Regions from separate parts of the Mus musculus genome. Here region 2 is linked to region 1. Evidence: chromatin contacts called from public Micro-C data. All regions are on one chromosome and are shown on one strand. Each heading gives the region's core, a stretch centred on a gene start, on an enhancer-like site or on the middle of the called end of the contact. The rest is flanking DNA. Distances are from core to core; before and after follow the strand shown. Region 1 holds the start of Crim1 (cysteine rich transmembrane BMP regulator 1 (chordin like)). Region 2 holds the start of Strn (striatin, calmodulin binding protein).

Region 1 (6,328 bases), core at 3,644-6,143:
CTTACCTAAAGACTTCTGAAAGTGAAAATGAACTCCATTCATGACTCAAAAACATAGTCTGGAAGCCTGGGTTTGAGATGTTGCCCTAACTTCAGTACAAAAGTATTAGTCTTTCCCCACCTCTCCTTTATTTAATTTGTAAAAATCCATAGACTTTAAACTTCGGGTCCTCCCACTGAACAAAGAGGACAGCGTTCATGCAGTGTGTACCCTGCTGGATGTTTTGATATGTCTACCTGGTCCTGGGTGTCTGCTCCCTGGGCTCACCTCCCACCTCCCACTCTCCCCAAGCGGGCACCTTCTGCTATTGACTATCCCAGAAGACAAATAACGAAACTGTAACTTCCCGGGGGCAGTTTAGAACACCGAACCTTTCTCTCTGCTCTAAGTTCTCACCACACAATCTTAAGTTCTCTGTGCTGTCCTGTAAACCGCCACGGAAGGGAAGCTAAAGCAATGGGGAAAACCGAGTTGTGGCAGTAGTTTTGAAGTCTTGGTGCACATCTGCTGTCACGGACACCTGACTCTAATGTCGCACTGTCCTCAGGACAAAGCTCAACAGTGTCCTCTCCATTCTTAAGCACTGTCCCAACAACGGCAGACTCAAGCTAGCAACTTTATCACCCTAAGACAAACAGCTACTGGTGCTCTTCCCCCTGCCCATCCTAAGGAAAGCATGAAGCCTAAGGCCTCTTTCCAAATGTAGTCCTTACTGCCCAATCAACATATTCTTTCTCCACAATCTCACTTCATTAGTTTTTAAAGCTCAGATCCCTTAAAGAGATCTCCCATACAGACTTCTTCCGAGTAGAAGGCCAAACTTGTAATTTTTTGGAATTGTAGGCGATTTCCCTGGAGACAGAAAAAGCAGTCCGGCTAAGATTCTGCAAAGGCCAACAGGAAGGTTCACAAGATGCAGGGAAGCAGGAAAGGGCACTGCTGCCTCCAAAGGGCCAGGAGGCACTGTTCAAGACTGAGAAACGACAGAGAGCTGGTGAACTGGCTCCATTCTCCATCCTTCAAGTATGCATAGTCACTAACGGCCTCAATACAGGGGAGACACCCTAGTGAGCACGCCACTTGATTCACAATTCCAGTTGTTTAGAAATTAATTTTTTTCCTTCAGGGTTCTTCTTGTGGGTTAGGATTGTTGATCTATTTTTAGGGATCACTGTGCCATAAAAACCTGAAACAAAAAGACTAAATTTGGGCTCCATTCTGATCCAACTCATTCTGTGAACTGTGTTTAAAACACCACCACCCCCTTGCCCCAAGACAGTCAGTATGGAAATAACAAACCTGTCTGCAAGTTGGCAAACAGTAATATAAATCTGCACTTAAGTCGCATCTTCAAAAGCAGGCGGATTAGTCCTATTTTATACCATGATACTATGTTTTCTCAGGGTAGCAAACTAAATAAGCTTTCAAAAGAGTTTTCATTAACAGATACAACCAGTAGGGGTCATTTCAGCGCAAAAAATGCAGCGCAAGAGACTTTCTACATGAATAAAATATATCCATCCCTATTCATGTGTTATGATAACAATACACACGAATTTCTGAATAAAAATGGAAACTGAGGGAAGCACTGGCCATTGAGAAATTTTATGCAAAGTTACAGAAAAAAAAAAAAGAAAGAAAGAAAATCTGGGGGGGTACCTTCTAGAAATCGGTGACTCTTGAAGATTCCTCTAGTGCTGCAAAGGGTTGTCAGCTAACTTACGTGGTCCATGCATTTTACAGTAACGTGAAGATATCTGACATTTTAGACCGCTGAAGAAAGACCTCTCCAAATGTAAGCATTACATCATGCCAAAAATTGTTGTCCTTTTTTTCTTAGTCTCGTGGCTTTAAGATTTTTACTGCTGCTTTTGGTGAAGGAAGGAAGAAGGAAGAGAGGAAGGGAAAGAGTCAAGGAAGGAATTAAGGAAGGAAGGAAGGAGGAAGGACGGAGGGGAGGAGGGAGGGAGAGGAGAAGGGAGGGAAGGAGGGAGGGGGGAGCGGGATGTGCCCATAGCATTCAGCTGAAAACAGGCCTGCTAACTGAAATGTGTTTCCAGAAAGCACTAATTGAAATACACTCATGTCAAGAAACACTTCCAAGCATTTTCAAGGCCAACACTTTGTGCACCTGGTGTTACCAGGAGAAAGGCAGGCATGAGGGATGCATCATTTCAGAGGAATGACAGGCTCCCTAACAAAGTGCCAAAATCATGCTGTACTGTGACATGGGGCGTTGCTGCCAAAACACTTGATTACTGTAAATGTTCCCCCAAGCATTCCCTTCACCAGGAACACATGAAAAAACAAACAAGGGTCACCCTCTCCTGAGCCTCCCAAAGCCCTTCTCACTGCCCCGCAGTTTCTACTGCATTTAACCATGTCCCTCCCAGTTCTTTACGAATCTATAGGAGTCTGAGGCAAGTTAGGCGCTCCACATGGCAGGTTACAGAGAAGCATCTTTCAGCCTAAGTTATTCAGAATGCCTTAAGTCAAAGCATGTGAAAGTCTATCAGTCTGTCTGATGATCATTTTCCCTGAGCTGAGAAAAAAACCCACGTTGTTGTCAAAGGAGACCAGGAGGGCCTTTTTTCTGTGTCAGGAAAATTAGGTCCTGCAGGCTCTATGCTAAAGGAGCATATCCTCACCCCACCCCCACCCCACCCCCCTGTCCCCCCAGTGCCGCCATCCCCCCTGCACACTCATTACTGCCCACTAGCTTCCAAACCAGGAAGGCTTCCCCGATTATTCCACAACTGTCCAAAACCTTAAAACCACACGCAAAAATAAATGCATGTGTGTTTAAAGAGTTACCACAGTACTGAAGCCATTTAATACAGCCACCTTTGTCCTTTCCAGCATCTCAGTTCGACACACATCACACACACACACACACACACACACACACACACACACACACACACACACGAGGATACTTCAGGATACACCAGTGTCCTGTCCCAGGGGCTGGTTAACAGCAGTAAAGGCAGAGAGCAGTTGTCTTTTCTTACAAGTGAGCCCTAATCCCTGGCAAGATACCGGGAACAGCATCGAGGAGCCCAAATGTTTGATCTCTAGGAAGACAAGGACCCCACTTTTAACAGACAATCCAGTCCATTGTCAAAATAAAAGAACTCACTATTTCTCTCTAGACCTCAGACCTAATCGGGCACCTTGAGGCAGAAGTAGAGCCATGTGCTGATGGAGGCCCACCGGGTCCAACAGTGCTTCCGAAACAGGGAGGCGCCACTATCAACGCCCCCGCCCTCAGTACATCTACACACAGCGGTGCATGATGCGCCACGGTGAAGCGAGCAGAGCAGAATCTGCTGTCAAACAAACAAAAAGACAACAGCACCAGCTCTAGAAACACGCAGAGGTTGGCTCTTGAAAGGAAACCTCTTGTAGTGAACCATAACTTTTTAATCCAGGTGCAGCCCCCACCCACCCCCTTCAGCCATCCAGAAGAGTAAGCCTTTGACCGTTTCCAATAGGCAAATAAATGAGTAATCGCCATGTGCAACTTCGCCTGGACTGACATACTCCGGAGCTGAAACTGATTTATTACGCGAAGGAGGAAGAAGGAGGTGAAGGAAGAGCGCAAAGAAAAAATAGTAAGAGTCACATAGGGAGTGCAGGCTGGAGCACAGGTCTACTCCGCTATCAGAAGCCGGCTGCGCGGACTGCGTACGCCCTCGGTGCCACACTGCGCTATGCGGGCAGGGCAGCAGGGGCGGACTCCCCGAGGGACTTGTGCGTGCCAGACTCCGCAGTGTGCCCCCGCACAGGGCACCCCTGCCTGGGGCGAGAAAGGCCACCCAGTGTAAGCCCTAATCACCGCACCTGTGTGTGTCTATGCGTGTTCGGAGCTCACCCACGCAACCCAACCTCGCCCGCCCCTGGGCAGGCATCTAGGGCACCCTCCAGGGGACAGCGACCGTCCCTCCTCCCCGGGAACCCTCTCTCCTCTGGGAAAAGTCTCAAGCAAACTTTGTTCCGCGCCCGCCAGGTGGGAGGGGGCGCGCAGCAGGGCAGCCGTACCTTCGCAGACGCCCACTTCGTACTCGGTGATGGAGTCGCCATTGAGCGGGGGGCGGATGACACAGCGCAGCCCCCGGTCGCAGGCTCCATGGAGCCCATAGGCTCCACCGCAGCTCTCGTTCCTCTGGCGGGCGCACATGTAGCAGCAGCCGCAGACGCCCTGCACGATGCTTCCTGGGCAGCTCCGAGGCTCCTCGCACTTGGACTCGTCACAGGGCAGGCAGACCAGCGCCCGGGTGCCTGAGCGCGCCAGCAGCAGCAGCAGCCCCAGCAGCGAGACCGAGAGGTGCCCGCAGCCGGCCAGCCCCCTGCCCCCCGCCACCAAGTACATCCTCCTGCGCCGCCGCCTCCTCCTCGCAGTCGGGCCGGGAGCGGGGCGGGCGCCCTCCCCTGCGCGGGGCACACGCGCCGCCGCCGCACCCGCAGCCCGCGGTCCTCGTGCCCCACTAGGGGCCCCCGGGGCGCTCCTCCCCTCGCGGGGCGAGGCCCCCGCCGCCCCTGCGGGCCGCGCCGACCCGGAGCCCACGAGCGTTGGCGCCAGCGGCAGCGGTGGCGGGTGGCTTCCCCTCCTCCTCCTTCTCCTCCCGGGCGGGAGGGGGAAAAGAGGAAAAAAAGTTTCCTCTCGGCAGCTCCGGTTCAACCCAAACTTCTGGCGGCGGCGGTGGCTGCGCACCGCTCCGAAGAAGGGCTGGTGGCTCCTTCTGGTCCTCCGCGCTGCTCCTGATTGCCGGGGAAAGACGACGGCAGCGCAGCCTCCGGGCCGGTCCCCGCCTCCCGAGCCGCCGAGTGGGCGCGGTGGCTCAGCAGAAGGTCCGTGGCGTCCGTTCCTTGTGCCCGGCTCGGCTCTCTCCCGCGCCGCTCCTCCGGGCGCTTGTTTATGGCTGGAGCCTCCGCCGCTCCGGCTGCGCCCTCCCCCATCCTACCTCATTCCCCCCCCCGCCCTCCCCGCGCCGCGCGCTGCTCATTGGCTGCCCCCCCACCCTCGGGCCGGCCGGCCCCCTCCCCTCCCCCTCGCCTCCCTCCGGGGCTGCCCCGGCCCTTCCTCCCTCCACGCCTCCTCCTCCTCCCCCTCTCCTTCCTCCGCAGCCCGGCACCGAGTCGGCCCTGCTGCCGATCATCCGGGCTCGGGGCCCGGCCCCGCGAGCGCGCTGCGGCCGGGGATCTGAGACAGTCGTAGCGACGCGAGCCCCCGCCGGCACCGGGCCACGAGGGCTAGCTTTGGAGCACCGGGGGCGGGACGGCTGCACCTCCGGGTGGTAGTTTTGAGTTCAGAGAGTGGCGGGGATCCTAGCCGGAGCTGTTGCTGCAGCCTAGGCTGGGCACTGGCCGGATCGAACCCCAGGAAAGGGAAGCGAACGCGTGGAATTTCCGCAAACTGGACGAGAATCCATCTTCCACTCGAGCTGGGAATAGACTTTGTAAAAGATATTATGTAATGGAGTCTTGGAAACCTGGAGACATCTCCAGGGAAACTGCTGGTGGGGTTGAATGCTTTAAATGGTCTAGGTAAATATTCTGAGCTGGGACAATGTTGGGGAGGGCTGCAGCTTGAATTTTAATGATCCACCTTCTGTATGTCTGTGTGGAGGTGCTGTATCATGGGAGGGGTGACTGGAAAGTAACAGAGCTTAATCCTCTCTGGAGTAAGGCTCAACACTAGATTACAAGTCTTGACATGACGCTAGGCTGGAAGAGCCTAGGCATCCTTACATGCCACCTGACTGTGCCGTTTTGTTTTGTTTTTTCAGGCTCGCGAGCTAAAGAGGCGTGTTTCCCTTTTCTTCCTCCCATTTTTCTTTCCTAAAAGATTTATCACGAATGTATTAATAAAGAAGATGGGTGGTAATATATTCTTTGTGGCGAGACATGAAACAACTGGAGAGGAGCTGTGCACATGTGGAGGATTTCTCCTCAATGATTTCAGAGATTCTCCCAGTGATAGCTCTGATCCCTCATCAGGAGAGAACCAGTGGCCCCGTCGATGTTTTCTCCGTGCCCCCTTACAGGAGTATAAATAAAACAGCCCAAGGAGGGAGGGGGGAGTGATTTGAATCATTATGTAAAACCCGCCTGGTGTTGGAGCAGGTGTGAAGTGGGCTTGGCTGCCTGTGCATGGTCTTGCTGCAGATAGGTGGCAGCTAGTTAGATCAGGAGCATCATGACTAATGAGCCAAAAGTTAATGGCACCAGTACAAGGAGAAAGGACACAAAGATGCCTTTGGAATTTTGTTTGTGGGACAGATTCATATTTCTGCAGAATATTATGGTTTATCTGTGGTAGTCATCA
Region 2 (6,553 bases), core at 63-2,562, 540 kb before region 1:
GATGCCCTTCCCTTGCAAGTCACTCATCAGCTTGTATCTTGACTCTCTTTTTTTCTTTTTTCATGTCCACCAGATCAAAACAAAATTACAATTTTTTTTTGTTGGAGTGACAGATAAATAATTACTTAATTTCGTTTTCATTTCTTAAATGTTCTTCAGGCACATTCCTTTCTCCAGTTGGTGTAGTGTAAATTTATAATGATAATAGTTATCAGGGTACTCAGAGAGGGAAAACACTGGCAAACCACTTAGAAGGAAAGGATTTTAGTGTGCCTTTGGTGTAAAGATCAATTGCCCAAGAAATTAGGAAAGCGACAAGTGGGAAGGGGAGGTTCCCGGGTTCAGGAGTGCAATAGAGCAAAAAGGGACTTTGTTCCTTCTGATTGTAGCCCTTAGGGCTCTGTGACTCTATATGTATGTCAACCTCCTTTTGATGACAAGAACTGTGACATCTATCTTTATATTCCTGGCACGGAATATTACTGACAATAAAATACTTGTTCAAGCGAATTGAGTGAAAACTGCCGCAAAGATGGGGGGAAAAATGAGATTGGACAGGCAGCACTTCTTTATTACTGGAGATCTAAAACTTTGGCAGAATTTACAAGCAGGATTAGCACAGAGAAAGGGACTTTTAATACTAATATTTCAGACCAAGTGTTAAACTGGAAATTAGAAAAAGCCCTCATGGCAAATGTCGAACCTTAGCAGAAAGAGAGAAGACCAGAGTTCCTCCTCCTAAGGGAAAACTGGTCTGTTAACAAGCACTGAGCCCCTCTGGGGATGAATGGTAGGCTCGATGGCAAGCCGTGGTCCAGGGGTGTCGAGGCTTTGATGAACCCCGAAAAGGGCGACGAGGGGGCAGACGACCGGATGGCTTGCCCAGCGCCTATTTCTTAACAAAACGACCAGGAAGCCCTAAACTAAGTGGAGCTAGGGCTGGTACTTGGCGTGATAACTTCCGCGTGCGAATATGCAACAGGGAGCGCCGCTCGCGAACTTCCGCATGAAGGGAGCCTGCGGCGGCGCGACCCGAGGGGCATCGGCTGGCCGCACTGCCGAAGAGGAAACCCGCGGAGCCGTCAGGGGAGGGCGTGGCGAGGAAAGGGCGTGGCTTCGGTCCGGCCTCCGAGAGGCGCAGGCCTACAGGCAAGCGGGGTTCGCCACGCCCCGGGACTACATTTCCCGGCAAGCCCCGCGGGCCGCAGTTGACCCACTTCCCGGCCCGTCACGGGCTCGCCCGGCCCCCGCGCCCGGGCGGCTGCTCCCTGCTGACTGGGGTGTGGGCGGGGAGCGGCGGAGGGAGGAGGCAGAGCTGGCCGCCGCAGTTTGCCGCCGCTGCTGGGCGCCTAGGCAGAGAGCTCCCCGGGGTTCGTGCGGCCGCCATGGACGAGCAGGCGGGGCCCGGCGTCTTCTTCAGCAACAACCACCCGGGAGCTGGCGGTGCTAAGGGGCTCGGGCCTCTGGCGGAGGCTGCAGCGGCCGGAGACGGAGCGGCTGCGGCGGGGGCGGCCCGAGCTCAGTACAGCCTCCCGGGGATCTTGCACTTCCTGCAGCACGAATGGGCCCGCTTCGAGGTGGAGAGAGCCCAGTGGGAGGTGGAGCGGGCGGAGCTGCAGGTAAAGACCCTCCCGGCCTGGCGGTCCTCATCCCGCCTCTTCTCTCTCTTCAGCCCCGCCCCAGACCCTTCGCCCCCTCCCCCAGCCCGCTCGCGCCCCCTCCCCCTTGCCTTGCGCCCATCACTTCCAGAATCTCATCCCCCTTCCTCCAGTCACCTTTGACTTTTTTTTGCTGATCCCACTTCCTTGAGCCTGTTTTCCCACTCCTTCTGATCCATTTACCCTCCCGGCGGCTGTTTTCCCCACTCTCAACTCCGGTGCTTATTCCTACTGGTTTGCCATGCCACATTTTGGGGTTGTCTGTCCCTTTCGGTTTACTGATTGGGTTGACAGTAGTTTTGAGAGACTCCGAGCAGATCATCCTGGCTCAACCTGACGCACCCTAGGTCTAGAGACGTTCCTCGCAGAAGGGTTTGGCAGTTGTCTATCGCTCACTCTGCAAGGAAGGTGACCAGAGAAAGCAACACAAGTTGTATCAGTGAGGCCTTGGCTTTCCTCGAGAAACTGATGTTACTAGCAGTGTCAGCTCCAGTTTTATGTCTGAAAATGTTTCCCTGTCTGCCCTTTGACCCCATCCCGCATTCGCGTTTGGGTTAGACTCATAGGTTTCAGTGAAGGATTTGATTGATGGGAGTCAGAAAATGGGCAGAGGTGGGACATCTTTTCACAGAATCTCAAACTTCCCAAGAGTTGATTTGTATGTCCAGAGCTTAAAAGGAACTAAAGGGGCTTCAGGGCTACGTTGCCCCCTTGCATAACCTGCCAGATAAAGCATGCTTATCTGAGAGGAGCTCTTGTGCGCCAGAGAAGCATGAAAGGTTGGTAACTCACTGGTCACTCTGAGTTGGTAAGTAGGTTTACTGTGACTGTTTATAAAACTTCCAACACATACACTAATTTCCAGAGGAACTCAAAGAGCTGTGAATTGTGCCTCTCTGTTTTATGGGCTAAATCTGTATGCTTATGAAATTTGAGTACAGTTTTAGTTTGTTTGCGAAGCACTCGAAGTGTGTTTCTTTTTTGGTTTTTGGTGGTTTTTTTTTTTTTTGGCACAAAATATGAAGAGAAAGAAACACTGAAGAGACTCGCTTGTAGAAGCGTACTGCTTTGAGAGATTGATGTGGCCACAGAAGGAGCAAACAGGCAAGGTTATGGTAAATAAGTCTCTGATAAAGGCTGGGCTTGAGTCCGGCTCTGTGACCTTGAGGGGATTCTGTGACCTCTCTGGGCTTCAGTTTCAACCCTTACTTATTCAGCACAGGTTCAGGGCTCAGTGAATGCCTGCCTTGTGTATCCAGACTCCGATTAACGAAACCTGCCCCCCTCATGGAGTTTCTGTTTTAATGAGAAGGCGGACAGTCAGTGGATAGAGCTGTGTGAACTAGCCCACGGTTATGTCTATCTCCGATGAAACTTAGGAATACAGGAGTGTAACCAACTTCGGGGCGGTGGGTAGGGCAATTGAATGAAGTCAGGTAGTGGCCTGTATGGTTTCTTACGTTTCTGCAGTTACATGGCTTGTATTCTTTGCTGACTTTCTCATCCCTACTGTTAGGTATGAGTCTATTTGATATTTGTAAGTCTTCCTGTGGTGACTGATCTTGTACTCAACCCAGTGACTTGAGAGTACGCAGAAATGGTCAGACATTTACCTGTCGTTACTGGCAACGCATTCTGTAAATGTGCTTATGGAGTTCAGGTCCAAGGGACTACTGCATGAGAGCTAACTCCATGCATGGTTGCTGCAAGTGATTTTTGTTTGTTTCTGTTTAAATTTTAGCATATTTTATAGTTTAGGGACTATAAAACAAATGACTCTAATCTGGTTAAAAACAAGCAATAAAATAATGTTTGCCTGAGCCGCGCATGGTGGCGCATGCCTTTAATCCCAGCACTTGGGAGGCAGAGGCAGGCGAATTTCTGAGTTCGAGGCCAGCCTGGTCTACAAAGTGAGTTCCAGGACAGCCAGGGCTACACAGAGAAACCCTGTCTCAAAAAAACCAAAAAAAAAAAAAAAAAAAAGTTTGCCTTCCTATGTGTAGATGTATGAGGATCTACAGACTAGCCTATGTTCATTCATTCTATTCTCTGAGGCTTAGAGTTTACAATTTATGTGTACATTTAACTAGTCTTTAATTTTTATACACACATCCAAATTAACTTCAGGTAAGTTTCATATTTTTCTTTACGATAAGGACACTACTTAATTTTAAAATCTTTTGATTTATGTTCCAGAGAAAGTTAGAAAAAAAATCATAGACTATTTTGTAAATATAATAAATACTATTATTATTGCAGGGTTTATATGTATGGTCTCTGTATCATTAACAGAATGAAAAAATTTAAAAACCTTGTACTTTAAATCAACATTAAATTTGATTCTCCCTTTCTGTGCCATTAGGCTTTTCCTGGGGTTGGGGGACAATGTAAAGTAAAAGAGATAAATGAGTTGTGATGACACATGCCTCTGTCCTTTTAATTTTTAAATCTCTTCTGAAGCCGTTAACACCAAAGTCAACAGAAGTGCCTTTAAGGTTCAGTCTCATTTGTCCCTACAGGAACCTGTCAATCCCGCTCTTTCAAGTTGTCAGGGCTGAGTTGTGAAAGGCAACCCAAGTTCTCATCTGTCTGGGCAGCCTGTGTCACTTCCTCCCTCCTTTAGATAATGGGAGTGAGAAGGGAGTCACAGCATATAAAAGCATTTAAAAAAAAATCTTTTTTCCTCCTTTCTCTTGTTAGTTAATAGACCATCCCCCCCACCAACCGTGAGAATTGGTGATTCAGGAGGGAATAGAGAATAGGGAATATCAAGGTATTGCTGAGTTTTGTGTTTGAGAAAGGAATTGAAAGAATACTAATAATATTTGAGAGGTTTTCTTTTTTTTTTTTTTTTTCATGTATGAGTCGTCGTGCCTGAGACCCCAGAGAAGTTTGCATCCTAATCAGTATGGTGGTGGGTAGGAGACTCAGACCCATTTGAGGGAGAGATTGACTTTCTTAGAACAGCGTGAGAAGATTTGGCAGCAAATGTGGAGGGTTATGAAGTAATCAAAACCCGAAGCTTAGTCATTTTAAAGTTACTTACAGGAGGGCCAACATGTAAAGAAAATCAAGTAACCCTAGGTTTTGATGATGATGATGTGTGTGTGTGTGTGTGTGTGTGTGTGTGTGTGTGTGTGTGTGGAAGTGTCTACATGGGAGCGGTAGAATTGTTTAGATCAACTAGTAGAAGACATGTGCTATAGAGACTCTGGGCTGGAGTGCTTATGAATCTAGATTTTGGCACTAATGATTTGTATCTCATTTAGCAAATATTTTTCAAGTACAGACTTCATGCCAGGTCCTGTTTTAGGCATGGAGAAGATATAAGATCTTATCTCATGAAATTTAAATGATAGGGTCAGATAAACAGTGATGAATACTTGCTACATTGCAAAGTATTGCATGCCCTGGTAAAGTCTAGGGGTAGGAAGTAAGTCACCACAGACCCAGAGCTATTGAGCCGAAACCTTCCAAGGCCGTACCTGAGGTCCAGAAAGAGTTAAACCAGCCAGGAGAAGGGAGGATGCTTAGAATATCACCAGGACAACAATGAGGCACCTGTGGCTGGAATGGAGGAGGAGTGGAAGAAATGATGCCAGGGGAAGATACTGGATCCTGCTTCCTGTAAAAAGACTTTGAATTTTGGTTGTGTCTGGTGGCACAGGCCTGTAATCTCTGCTACTTGGCAGACATAGGGAGAGAGACATCACAAGTTCAAGGCTGGTCTGGGTTACAGGGGCAATTCAAGGACAACATGGAATATCTAGCTTCAAATACAAAGTAGAAAGAGGACTGAGACCACAGCTCAGTGGGTTTGCCCAGAGTATGCAGGGCTTCTAAGTTCAACCCCCAGGACCAAGAAAGCAACCATCACTGGGTTTCACCTCAGTGGATTTGGCAACCATTGGAATGTGTTGACAAAAGGCACAGGCGCATCTTTAAAATGAACCCTTGGCAGGAAGTCAGAATGTGCCCCAGGAGGTGGGTAGGGGAAGCCAGGGAATGTTTAGGAGTCTGTTGTAATTAATGGAGGCCTGAGTTGAGAATGAGAGGTGGTGGTGAGGTTTTTGCATAGACATTTTGATGTATCCTCAACTACACTAGGTTCTGAGCATAGGAAGACAACTGACTAGCCAGTGTGCCCTGGGTAGGGTGTGAGGTGTGAGGGGAAGGGCACTGAGAACAGCTAAGCACATTGTTCTGTAAACTTTCGAGATCTACTGAGCATGTAAGTGAAACATGTAAGAACTTTAAAAACGATTGCCTTAGAATTAAGTGAGATTATTTTCAAGTCTCTAAGTAGGTGCCTGGTGTGTAAATCAAGTACTGAATGAATGGTAGCAAATACACGATGTCACTTTCTCGCCTGTTTATTGCCTCTGAGAAAATGCTAATCTTCAATCATAAACTCATCTTAGAGCAGACCACGAAGGGAGGGTGCCTCCCTGAGACCTTGCAGTAGAACATTCAGGGTCAGATGCTGGCACGAAAGCCATTGAACAGGAATGATGGTAGCAGCCCAACTTCACTGAATACAGTATCTTACCTTTGCATTACGTCTTGGATAACAAATCCTGGACATTTGTAACCATTTTATAAAATGAACTGATTTATCTTTTTCTTTCTACTTTTAAATTTGGAAGAAAAAAAAAGAACCTTCATTAGATCACTTTGTGAATAGGTTTTTTAAAATTCTACTCATGTTCTTGATAATTTCATAATCATTAATTATATTTTTGGAAAGGTTACAGGGGTTTTTACTCTTTTAAAATATATCCTTTTGTCATTTGAGTTCAGTGTTTCTCCACCTTAATGGCAACCTTAGAATAATCTGTTCCCTGGGCCTCATCCAGACCAATTGAATCAGAATCATAGAAATTATGGCTCTAGCA

What was found. Hi-C and Micro-C count contacts between places; a contact is called where the count stands out from the background.
Region 2: a contact with region 1 is called in a Micro-C map of embryonic stem cells, with 2.4 times the contacts expected there. The contact joins the promoter of Strn here to the promoter of Crim1 in region 1. A contact is called at or near these places in 3 of 39 promoter capture datasets (the SN4741 cell line, cranial neural crest and maxillary cranial neural crest), 6 of 484 Hi-C or Micro-C datasets (LSK cells, embryonic stem cells, granulocyte-monocyte progenitors and 1 more), 2 of 115 datasets of contacts at active chromatin or transcription factors (astrocytes and pancreatic cancer cells) and 1 of 9 other capture datasets (adipose tissue).

The regions. Positions count from the first base shown.
Region 1 is chr17:78,198,813-78,205,140 of GRCm38.p6, reverse strand. Crim1 (cysteine rich transmembrane BMP regulator 1 (chordin like)) reads right to left here and starts at 4,893. Exons shown (of 17, transcript NM_015800.3): 1 at 4,042-4,893. The coding sequence starts at 4,372. It overlaps Gm32282 (predicted gene, 32282), which reads left to right and starts at 5,116. Exons shown (of 2, transcript NR_168063.1): 1 at 5,116-5,547; 2 at 5,790-5,891.
Region 2 is chr17:78,731,320-78,737,872 of GRCm38.p6, reverse strand. Strn (striatin, calmodulin binding protein) reads left to right here and starts at 1,312. Exons shown (of 18, transcript NM_011500.3): 1 at 1,312-1,619. The coding sequence starts at 1,386.